2 separate regions of the Zea mays genome follow, and region 1 is linked to region 2. Evidence: chromatin contacts called from public Hi-C data. All regions are on one chromosome and are shown on one strand. The core of a region is the stretch at or near the end of the contact, and the rest is flanking DNA. Distances in the headings are between cores, read along the strand shown.

What was found. Hi-C and Micro-C count contacts between places; a contact is called where the count stands out from the background.
Region 1: a contact with region 2 is called in a Hi-C map of leaf, with 2.7 times the contacts expected there. The contact joins the promoter of LOC100279194 here to the promoter of LOC100383192 in region 2. A contact is called at or near these places in 5 of 25 Hi-C or Micro-C datasets (bundle sheath, leaf and tassel).

The regions. Positions count from the first base shown.
Region 1 is chr5:170,949,065-170,955,389 of Zm-B73-REFERENCE-NAM-5.0, forward strand. It overlaps LOC100279194, which reads left to right and starts at 4,153. Exons shown (of 18, transcript NM_001367369.1): 1 at 4,153-4,520; 2 at 4,878-5,024; 3 at 5,132-5,287; 4 at 5,427-5,549; 5 at 5,624-5,792. The coding sequence starts at 4,308.
Region 2 is chr5:170,696,791-170,703,010 of Zm-B73-REFERENCE-NAM-5.0, forward strand. LOC100383192 (WD40 repeat protein) reads right to left here and starts at 4,233. Exons shown (of 1, transcript NM_001175855.1): 1 at 2,533-4,233. The coding sequence starts at 4,138. The coding sequence ends at 2,888. LOC118472069 (a long non-coding RNA gene) reads right to left here and starts at 1,865. Exons shown (of 2, transcript XR_004849601.1): 1 at 1-1,865.

The DNA.
Region 1 (6,325 bases), core at 2,903-5,402, 250 kb after region 2:
AGTTATCCAAAGTGTAGAACTAGGTAAAATTCCTCTATTCCAAGTTTTACCCTTTATTGGTTGGTTTTGAGCTATTTCTATTTTAGAACTGGATTGAATGGACTTGTTCACCTGTGAATCAAAGACTAGGCATACTAGTTAGTCCATAAGGTTGTGATGGTCATCAAGCACCAAAATCAATTAGAGAAAATGGTTAAGGATATTTCCCTTTCATATATCCTTAACACATCTCCACTCAAGTTTAAATTGTTTTGATGTAATCGCAACAACTGAAGTTCCTGTATCTAGAAGCAGCGACATATAATTAGAGGCCCCTCTATCTAGATCCTGGACCGACACCAAGCCTTACTTTGGATACACCCAATCCCCATGAAGATCAGAGTGGGTTGATGGAGAAATGGACTAATTTTCTCTTCAATCCCCTCAAATCTTCATGGAGAATGGGTAATCTAAACTAGCTCTAACATATAGGGTCGTGCCAGCAATTTCTGTGCCCCTATACCAAACTCTAGAACGAGACATATCTCACTATGAAAAAAAACTATAATAGTGTAAAGTTCTAATGTATTGCATATCAATGAAATTACAATCGAAACAAAAGATTATATCAAGTTCCTTAGAATATACAATTGGAAAGATTATACCAAGTTCCTTAGAATAGACAAGCAAAAGTTTATATCCATAGTCACAAAGTTCCTAGATTAATAGGGTCGAGGAACGGGGTACACTACATGTGAGAGATTTTTATACGATGGTAGCAACGAAAATGACCCCGCTTATTCGGGTCGAGGACGACGTTCCCAAGTCGCGGGTCGCTACCACTGTACCTGTTTCTAACTATGATTGTACCAAAGCAAAACATTTACCATGACTATAGTGATCCTTAAATAATATAATTATGTGTAAATAATATAGTCATAGGTGCTACAGTATCAATATTTAGAGCCCCTAGAATTTGGAGGGTATGTACCATCGAACACTTTACTGACCTGCTAACGGATATTTAAATTCCTACTTTGTCATCATTAAAAACCTATCCATTTGTTCATAAGTTAGGTTATCCAAGCATTTGGCCCAGATACATTAATGTCCTGTTAGGTCAATTTCTCTAAAATTAAAGCTATTAATACTAACATTGAAAAGAAAAGACCAGCTGACATTAAAATTACTCTTATTTATAGTGTAGATATATATCTATTTGATAGGATTACTTTGATTTCATTTGCTTGACTTTGTACGTAAGGTGCTCCGGGCACTTGGGCAGGTCCATCTCCCATTCGGACTACAAGCAAAATTCAGCATGTGTCTTGCTGGTTAACATCACAAACTGTCGACAATACCCCCCTGGTCTCTCTATATATAGACACAGCAGTTTTGAGTTTTTATCCGTTTTTATCCGCAATACTATGTGGAACTTTCTTTCTGAATAGTTAAATTTCATTGGACAGATATTTCCCAGTCGCTTGGTGGATCCCGAAATTGAAATCGAAGTTTGGTCCCGCGGCGTCGCGATCGAAGGCATTACTACTCCACTCCAGCGCCCCAGTCCAAAGCACAAAAGCTAAAACCAACCAGCCATATATATATCAACGTCAAGCATCCTTTTCAGTCTTCATGATCAATGCATGCATGGTGGGTACTTCAATTTTAACATTGACATTGATCCAATCCCTGTCGTTTTGTCTCAACATTATATTTCGCTTTCTTTACCCAACATTCCAACCTGCTCGTTGGAACAATATAGGTGAGCGCTAGCTGTTGCCTCCGAGTTGCAGCGACAGGATCTAGAACTCAAACATACAACGCCAACTCTTATCCTTGAGACCTATGTTTTCCTGTTTGAATATTGATTGTTGATTTCATAGGACATAAAATTGTTGAAAGCATATCGTTTTTTTTTTGTATGAAGCTTTAGCTATGCATATGCCTGATCTATACATCCAATTTCTTTGTCTTTCTTTTCCTATTTAGAAAATCCACATTAGACCTCATTGTAGTATGTAAAAAATGTGATTCGACGTGTTGGAAACCATCCACAACATACTCTCTTTCAACTGTCCCCTACTAATTAGTGCCGCCAATTCTATACTAATCCCAAAAAATAGGAGCATCCATATCAGATCATTGATTTTTGGAGGGACCGTGTGGCACCTAAGAAACGCAAATTAGACAACTTAAAACTCTAATTCTAACCATGACTTCTAATTTTTACCTAGTCAAAAAATTATACAATAAATAAACTATTTAAATGTGTAAGTAAGGGGCTGTTTGATTTCTAAGAACTAATTTTTAGTCTCTCTATTTTAGTTTCCATATTTGTTAATTTAGTGACTAAAATAGAATAAAATGGATGGACTGAAAATTAGTTCCTAGAAACCAAATACCCCTAAAGTTTACTAGGTGTATTTTTATATTTATACAAAAGAGTAATGCAAACTAGATTTCAATCCTATCGGCTAAGGGTGTGTTTGGTTCAGCTTTTTGAATCGATTTGCTGCCAAAAATCTAGAATCTCAATCAAATGGGTACAACAAGATAATAGATTCCTAAAAAACTACATATTTCACTAGTTCAATTCAGAATCACCTTCTACCCCAGATTTTCTAGATTCATGTCATTCATATTACAAACTTTCATGTTCTTATAGAATCTATAGTTAAGAGTTGTTTCAACCAAATAAATTTCAGTTTTTCACAATCGTCAACTCACAATAACTTTCTCACGCCTAGAATCAAATTTCCAGGAATTTACATCTGAACCAAAAAGTCCTTAATCTAGGAAGGTAAAGCACACTCTAAGATACACAATATAAATACAGAATCTAAAGACCGATAGAGATAGAAACTCTTATTCGACATCACCATACTTTTACCAAGGTATCAAGAAGCAAACGACTTTCCCCTATTACTTGTTGGAGCCTATCACAAAGATGTCTTCGCAAGAGCCAAGCTCTCAGTTAGATAACTCTATAGATAGCACTTGACCTTTTCCATACATAAGTGGGTCTCCGAGATAACCTCTCTCAGACTGCTTCCGACATTTTCACTATTGAGCTTTTGATCAAAATGTTGCATATATCATTCTAAATGTTGCATGTCTAGTACAAGACGGCGACCACACTACAGACACACTTAGTATGATCTCACATGAATAGTTGGATTGTACGGTCTGGTGCAATGACAAATATCTAAACTTTGGAAAGTGGTGCAATGACAAATTCCAAACCAAATAACCTATTTATGAAATAAATTCTAATTCTTTCAAAATGAAGATATACAAATGACCCGTTTTAGTTGATAACAATGTACAAAAACATTGCAAATCCTTAGGTTTATAGACAAAATTTGTTGCAAATACTATCATGAACATGAGCGAACAGATGTTGCCAAGTCACGGTCGCACGCCGCTGCAACGAACACATCACAATGCCTTTTGCAACCTACGACTCCCAAATAATCACCTGCAGGCCCTACAGCTACAGCGACCGATCAGGTGCACCGATCAGCTATAGATAGTGTCGAAAGCCAGGCGGACAGGGCCGGCCGCTTAGCCGCCTGTCAGCTGTTCGCGCGAGTGACGAGCGCGATGCTTCCGGCCGCTGCATCTACCGCTCATGTGGACATGTGGTCTGGATGCAACGTGAGCTTCGTTTTATCGCGGCCGCTTCACGCTAATGGCGAATATAGAATTGCTGCCTGTTCGGTGTCCCTCGGCCCTCGCGTCGCTCGTGTGCACACCCAGCCGGGGATACGAATATGATATGGAAATCTAATCAGAAAGATTGGGTTCCCCAATCCAACGTGGTTGCAGATCCACTAATCAGCAACCACCAGGAAAGCAACGCAGTGACATAAAAGTTGAGTTTTATTACCCCCAACTACTAGCTGGAAGGAACACAAATGAACCTTAACAATCTGTACATTTTAGAAAATACAAGTAAATCGACAAATCGTACCCTGTGTGACTCTGTCAATAAGGCATGTAAACCCTTTGTAAAAAAGAATGAAGAGAAGAAGAAAGATGATCCTGTACGCTCGTCGAAACCAAAGAAATACAGTGCGTACTACCATTCAAAGCTCTTGCATTATTATTTTCAATCATCTCGTGACGGAAAAACAAAGTCAACACGAAGGACTCGGCCGGTAGCACTGGCGCTAGCAGCAGCAGAGATCGACCGGCCATCGCCGTTTTATAAAAAGAGAGTCCAGCGGTAGCCGTCGCTGACGGACGCCCCCCTCCCAGACCTCCGCCCGGATCTCGCCGCCTCTCCCGCCCCTGCTCGCGAGCCGCCGTCGACAGCCACCGCCATGGGCACGGCCAACGGCCAGCAGCCGGCAGAGGGCGCTCCCTCTGACAAGCTCCGCCACGTCGAGTCCATGTCGGAGCTGCCCTCCGGCGCCGGCAAGATCTCGGGGATCAACGCCGTCGTGCTCGGGGAGTCGCTCGCCGCCGAGGAGAACGACCTCATCGTCCCCAGCCCCGAGTTCTCTGCCAGCGCCCTCGTCTCTTCTCCGAAACAGGTGTGTGCAAAACCGAAACTTAGTACCCGTCGGACGTCTCTCGCCTGCGGCTTGTTGATTCTTGTGCTGTTGAAGGCAAATGCAAAATCGAGTCTTTTTTTTATCCAATCAGCGGCTTGCTCTAGACTAAAGGCGTTTGCTTTAGCACTCGGGCGCTTTTCACTTTGGGCGTCGCACAACTTTGCAATTGCAAGCATGAGAATGAGATGAGAGGTTTGCCATGATCAGGCTTGTTGGGGAAGTCCGACAGGGAACGACAATTCGTCCGCGCTGGTGTTTGTTTCTCATTTTGTTTTCGATGATTGGTGATGTAAATAACATTGCGGTCTTGGTGTGATTTTTCATGGTCGGCATCAGTATCGCGAGATGTATGAGAGGTCCATTAAGGACCCGGCCGGGTTCTGGTCGGAGATTGCCGAGACCTTTTACTGGAAGGAGAAGTGGAACCCCGCCGAGGTCTGCTCGGAGAACCTCGATGTCACCAAGGGACCCGTCCAGATCAACGTAAGTGTTGTTTGATGATTGTTAGCTAAACGTTAGCGTCCCTTTGGAATATGAACGGGTATATTATGGTGGTTCTGATCCGTCTCATGGTTCTTGGTCCTGTACAGTGGTTCAAGGGAGGGAAAACCAACATATGTTACAACGCTGTTGACCGCAACATCGAGTCTGGCAATGGCGACAAGGTTGCAATGTACTGGGAGGGTAATGAGCCCGGTCAGGATGGGAAGCTTACCTATTCCGAGCTCCTGGAGAAGGTTTGCCAGGTAAATGCACGCTCATGTCTGAAATGTTTACCACAAGCAAAACTGGCAACGGCAAGTGTACTAGCACACATGTCACAACACTTGCATTCAGAGACTCAAAGAAGATGACCAGGTCTAAGCCGGTCTTTTATGCTTGTAGCTTGCAAATTACTTGAAGAGCCTTGGTGTCGGCAAGGGTGATGCTGTTATTATATACCTACCAATGTTGCTGGAGCTTCCCATTGCCATGCTTGCCTGTGCCCGCATTGGTGCCGTTCACTCGGTAATTGCAGTATTGGTTGTTTTGTGAACCCTAGGTTTTCTTTTCTATGTTGTGATACATCCATGCTTGTACAGGTTGTGTTTGCTGGCTTCTCAGCAGATTCGCTAGCTCAAAGGATTGTCGATTGCAAGCCTAAGCTTGTCATCACGTGCAATGCTGTGAAGCGGGGAGTCAAGCCCATCTTTCTCAAAGATATAGTGGATGCAGCTTTGGTTGAAAGTGAGAAGAATGGAGTCTCTGTAGGTATGCACTGGGATCTGGTTTGGGTATTCACATCAATAACTTTGAGCTTTTGTCAGGTGGCAGCTATTTTGTACTCGTTATTTCATCCCATTGTCCGCCAGTGTTTTATTGCGACATCATGCCAAACAAACGTCATATGAAGATAGGGCAACATATCAAATGCACATAATCTATCTAGTGCACATATGCACAGATTATATCTGGACCCTTTGTCCAGTAATTAATGATTGACATATTTTACGAAAAAACCCTTCATTGCTCCTCTCCTCCGTGTCTAGGTGTATATTTGCAAAAAACCACTCGCACGTTCAACCATTGATTGTTGGACGAAGGATCCAGATTTAATATGAACATATATGCACGGATGGGTTTTGCACATAGGATACGTTCCCTGAAGATAGACACAAAACTAAGGGTTACACTAGGATTCTCAATATGTTGATTTTTTTTCTGTAGTTGCTCATTTATGTGAGACAAGCGAAACTAATCTCAAATTTGGGTAAATAACCGATTGAGGAAGTCAGACTAAGAAA
Region 2 (6,220 bases), core at 2,983-5,482:
GAGGCATAGTAGTTCTATGAACCTGCAAACTCATTGATGATCAACGACATGGTTGATTAGGGGTATGTCTTCCCTCGATCTTTACATTAGAAGAATACAAGATAAATAGGTATACATTCTACACAATTGCACAGAGACAATAAGAACAACCAAAATAGTGACGCCTGTATATATGCCATTACCAATGATGATACTAAGAAGACATATTCTTGTTACGACGAGGAGATCTAGGAACTTGACTATAGACCTTACTTAAAGATCTCTCTATTTCAGTGCTAGTTAATTAAGATAAATGCAGGCAACATAATGGATGATCTAGAGTATGGTATGACAAACATTGATCTCAATAATATTAGATATAAAGATAAACCATTCATTTTGGCAAATGATATAACTCAAGTATTCTATGTGAAAGACATGTCTACAAAAACTAAGATAACAAAGGAAAATTTTCATTCAAAAGATGAGCTAAAAGCACCACATTGTTCTTTCAGTTTGGTCGTGTGGCACACAAGTGGTTGACATAAGTATCTCATCCTCTTCCCATTCATTGTAGGGGACAAACCTTGTTCTCAAAAGACGTAGCCATGGCTACTAAATAAAATGTAAGAGTGTGTTTAGTTGTAATGACAAGACAGGATAAGATAAAACGATCCCTTAGATTGGGTTGTTTTGTGTCAGAGTCAGGACAGGCAGGACCATCCTCGTTGAAATATTCTCAATTGATATTGTCTAGCTATCTCTCAAAATTGTGGGGGCAAAGCCATACCCAGAAAGACTGAGTCTCCTCACATCCCACACATAAGCATCTATTCCTCACGTCCCCCTCCATCCCTCCAACCAAACGGAGGATGGGGTCAATCTATCCCTACCTATCTCCAAACCAAACAAAAACAATGATCGTCACCAAACACGACTAGAGACCATTTCAGAACATTCCATCCCTATAGTGAGAGTCTATCGTATAATCAGAGTCTGTCCTATCTAGAGGTGGTAATGAATCACGATCCAAATGCTTCTTCATAATTTATTAGGACCCTAAATTGTTTCTAGTTCAAAAAAATAAAAATAAAGTCTGATCTTAATCCTATCCTTAAATTTATAGCGTAAAATTTAGAGCTCATTGTCACCCTAGTCCAATCCACAGCTGAGCTGATATGTCCCGCAACCAAACGTGGAGGTCTACTGGTGTTGGATGAGAGTACAAAAAAACAGTAAAAACAGCCCTATTCATAACTTGCCTCTGGGAAACAGTAAAAACAGATTCTGCAGAGGGAGGGAACTGAGAGTACAAAAAAAAAAACAAGCTTGTTTGGGAGTTTTCTCCTTACTATCCTCTCAGGTATCTTTACTCCCAAACAAGCCCTAGAAAAACATGAAAGACCAATTCCGGTACTCTCTTTTTTGTTTCTCAAAAATATAGTAATATTGGATTCATCTTTTTGTTTTCAGGAAATCCCTCAATTAAAAGCAATGGATAACAGAATAAAGCTTTTGGACCTATGTGGCACCCACACTAGAGGATAGCAGTCGAGTCCAACAAAACCTTTCGGCTTTCAGCATTGGCTCAGTTATACGAAGGTTCATACAGTTTTGGAACTTCGAAGCCCAAATAGGACTGGGAAGCAAACTTAAACCAAGAGCGCAATTAAAGAATTGCAGTTATGCAACCATACGGTTGGTAAAAAACTGAAGACACTGAAGGGGCAATGCTTCAGCTCATAACACAGAGATATGTCCCTGTATTTTAGAGTAACATAATTTCAAGGAACAAAGTCCACAAGAAAGATACAGACATGTGACTAAGTGATGTAAGAGTTTTGACAAGAATCCCGTGCCATGTCATGCAACAAGGAAAGCTTAACACTTACATCTCATAGCCATGCCTTCCTATCCAGTCCAGTGGTAAACAATCACCTGAAAATTTCAGCAAAGGAAAAGGAAACCTACAAAGCAACGTCGTAACACGCATGGGAACTTTGTTATGCCATTGTTCTTTGAAAACAAAAAATCCTTTGTTGCAGCAACAAAGCTTAGCTATATATTGAATGCAAGGATCAAAACACACCAGCATTTAGTGCTATAAAATCAAGGATACATATATATTATAGGATGCAAATTAAGCGAAAAAAAGGGATGAGATATAACATGTGTAATCTGTAGCTACAGGTTTACAGGTATTATAATTAAGGCAGCCAAAGAAATTCATGAAACTAAATAGCTTATCAATACATAACACAACTTTATAACTTCTAATGCATACAAGATGGATGCAAATTCGAACAAGCAACCTTAAGAGTTATATACATGCAAATGCTACCAAGCAGAACATTCAAGCACAAATAATAACTTAGTTGCAGTGCCCAATTCCAACTATTAACAAGACAAAATATGCATAGCTACTTGCTCTACAACCCAGAAATAACAAGGAAAACATCTGGTTCAATGACCAGATATAACACACCATGTTGTGGAATACACAAAACACATTCAGAAAAAGGCACAAAAGTGAAAACATAACACATGGGGAATATTATCAGTTATAGGGCACATATGACCATTGCATTTTCAATAAGCAAGTTAAGATATGAATCTACATGCTACCGTGCAGAATTCGAGCACCAAGAACAAACTAAATTCAGTTCCCATTATCACCATCGCTAACACCAGAGCAGTTCCTTACTCTACAAACCAAATTCATTGACAATTCAGCTTCTAACTAGAAAGTCTTCTGTTCTATTTCTAGAACTAACCCGCCATGAATATCAGTTGTCCACAACATAAATAAGCAACAGTAAAGCAATTGCAAGATTATCCTCCGGGCATCAGCTCATTATCCAAGTTTAGCATTTTTTACTCCTCACTGAAACAGGGTGGAACTAGGAAATCAGACCCTGAGAATCTGAAGCTTATTGGCGAATGCGATTGCAACCCAGTCAGGCTGGGTCGCCGACCACTGCAACTGCTCAATCTCTGCCCCTGCTGTATATGCCAAAATGGGATCAAGACCGCCCTCTGCTGCTGCTCCAGCGGCTGTGTTACCATTCCCATTGCCACTGCCATTGCTACCAGTTCCCATAGACGACAAATCCCATATCAGTGCCTGCATGTCATCCCCAGCTGTGCAGATGTGGCAAGAAGAGTGAGGTGCCCACGCAATGGCATTGACAGGGGCATGGTGACGGTGTAGCTCTACCACTGGCAGTGTTGGGTAGCGGATATCAAGCACAACCACCTTGGGGCTGTCCATGATGATGGTGGCCATGTACCTTGGGTCCTGCTTGTTCCAGCCCAACCTCACGAGTGGTGTCGGGGACGCAGTCCCACCATCTCCGGCGCCAGAGTTGGAACCGCCGCCGCTGCTGCCACCTGAACCAGACTCATAAATGATTGTGGAGTGCTCCTTGTCCCGTAAATCAAAGACGCGAACAGAGCCGTCGGCGGAGACGGAGGCAAAGACCCCCGCGCCGCCCCAGGCGATGTCGTAGACCTCCTTGTCGTGGGCGATGAGCTGGGTGTCAACGGCCTCGCGCTCGACGTCCCAGATTGTGCAGGTGGTGTCGATGGAGGAGGTACCGATGCGGCGCGGATCGGCGTCGTTCCAGTCGAAGGAGGTGAGCGGCCCGCAGTAGTCGCTGTTGCGGTTGCCGTTGAGCTCGGAGCGTAGCTCGATGCCCGGCTGCTGGGTGCCGTTGCAGCGGACGGAGCCGTTGTTGTTGTTGGCGGAGGCGGCGCCGTCCTCGGCGTCGTCGGAGGACGGGATGCGCCAGATGCGCAGGTGGTCGGCGGAGGTGGCGAGCAGGTCGGGGCGGAGCGCGTGCGGGTCCGGCATGAACATGGTCTTGGTGGGCGGGTACTGATGGTCGAAGGTGAGGACGGGGGCGATGTCACCCGAGGCCTCATCGAGCTGGACGACCTCGACGCGGTTGGTGACCTGCTCGAGAAGGCTGGCGATGGCAAGGCGGTATTTCTTATCGCGCCGCACGCTCCAGTTCATCGCGTAGATGTGCCAGGCGGCCTCGTACGTGTAGATCTCCGACCGCTTCGCCTCGCCGCCGCCACCGCCAACACCACGGCTGCCCCCGCCGTTGCCCTGCTCCTGATCCGCCCACGCGTCACCTTCGCCGACTCCGCCCATGGCTCCGCCGCCTTCGCGCCGCCGCTAAGGAAGGAAGGGACTCGAGGTGGATAGGGGAAGGTATCGGATTTGGGGGCTTCTGTCGAGGGGAAGAGAGGAAAAGCCGGCTGATTGATTGTAGTGTGCAGTGAAAGCGTCACATAGCCCATACTAGGTGAACGTACGTACCTGGCTAAGATATATGTTAAAATAAAAAAATCTATTTTTTATTTTATGTTTTTATCATCTTTTAAAGTTAAGAATTTTTACATAAGTTTTAACATCGAACAAATCCACCGTGTATATTAAAATACAGTGCTTATCGGCCACTCATGTAATCTACTCTTGTAACATAAAGTAATCAAAATTGGGCAATAATTACCAACCACCTTGTGTTAAGGTAGAAAAATAACAAAAAAAAATTATAATACATCATATCATGTACTGCATCTGAGTACAAGCACATATAGGTCCACCAAATAGATTTGTTATAAGGAAACAAAACGAAGAACTTTAAAACATGATAACAAAAACATAAAATGGAAATAATTTTTTTTAAATTTTAATATATCTGTCACAGAGTAAATCTCCGACCGGGTGGCGGAGTGCACCCGCCCTAAATCCTAAGATGAGGGGGGCTCAGCGTTTCACTTGATCGTTGGAATGAACAGGAAGAACTTAAGAACACACAAGGATTTAGAGTGGTTCGTGCCGCCGGAGCGTAATACCCTACTCCACTTGTGAGTTGTATTGTTTGGGAGCTTGTATGAGCTTAGCGAGTCTGAGCTTGTGTCTGCGTGTAACATCGTATGCCTCCCCTTTTATAGTTGAAGGGGGGCATGCACAAAGAGACCTTGAACCCCGACATGCGGGCCCAGAGACATAAGGTTAGAATACCCGGAGCAACTAATGTTGGTCACCTTGAGATATCTCCATGCGCCTTGACATCTACTGCCTAAGTAGACTTGGCGTGCTGCCAAAGGTTCCTCGGTATCGTCCAAGTTATGATGACCACTACGCGCGTACAGCGGCGTGGGCGTACTGCCCGCTGCTTGATTGGACAGGCATGTCGTCTGGTCTGGTCGACATCTGCCACCAGAGTGGACGAGGCGCATTAAATGCCGAGTCGGCACTTTGCCTTTCTGCAGGGCGGTCAGGCGGCGCGCTATCTCCCGCAATAAATGCAGAGATCGCGTGGCCCCGAAGCCTTACGTCAGGCCCTGCTCTCCGGCTTTCGTCACGGTCCGCAGGCCACGTGGCAGTACTGGCTCCCCGCGCGGGCGGGGAGCGTAGGCGTGCCTGGCAAGATCCCGACAGGTGTCTGTGCCGGACCCCTGTACGCCCCTGACTTAAGCCAAGGTACACCTCGCCCCGAGATCTCGTTGTGGACGGTCCGGACCTCACCTAGAGGGGTCCGGGTTCCGTCTTAGGGGAACACTGAGATCCCAATTAGGTATGTTGGGGTCCGGCATCCTCTCACGGGGGTCTGGATCCTGGCGGCCTCGGAGTTTGCCCCCGTGGCGGGGTAAGGCGCGTTTTACCGCGCCTTCTTACTATAGTAAGGGGTACCCCTGTTCCAGGGTACCGACAGTGGCCCCCGGGCCCGCCTCAGGGGAGGTTACGACCCTGTAGGTGGGGCTAAAGCCTGGTTGACGCGCCATTTCTGGGCACTTGTTGTCATAATTGTTGTCAATCTGTCTTTAGTCGAGCCGCCTGCCCCGTCCGTCCCCACAGCTGGCAGGTACGTGGCCCCCGCCTCCGCCGGTTTCGTCGGGCTGCGCGCGGGGCGTCTTATTGCCGCCGCCTCAAAAATATCTTTCAGCGGCCCCTAGGCGACGTGCGGTCCTGCGTGACGGTTTGCTTCCGGGGAGGGACGGCTCGTCTTCCATGCACTCGGAGGCTGGTTCTCCAAGTACGTGACATGTGGACCTGGGCCCCCATGTCGGGGACCGAGTCCCTGTGAGTACTAGGCGTGCGCTGGATGGAGTTGAGACGCGCGCGGAAGAGCCCTTTTTGAGAGAAAGGGACTTATTCCGCGGCCAGCAGTTTCGCATTCGCACTTTTCTTCAACTGTTGCGTCCTTCCTCCTCTGAGTCCTCTACG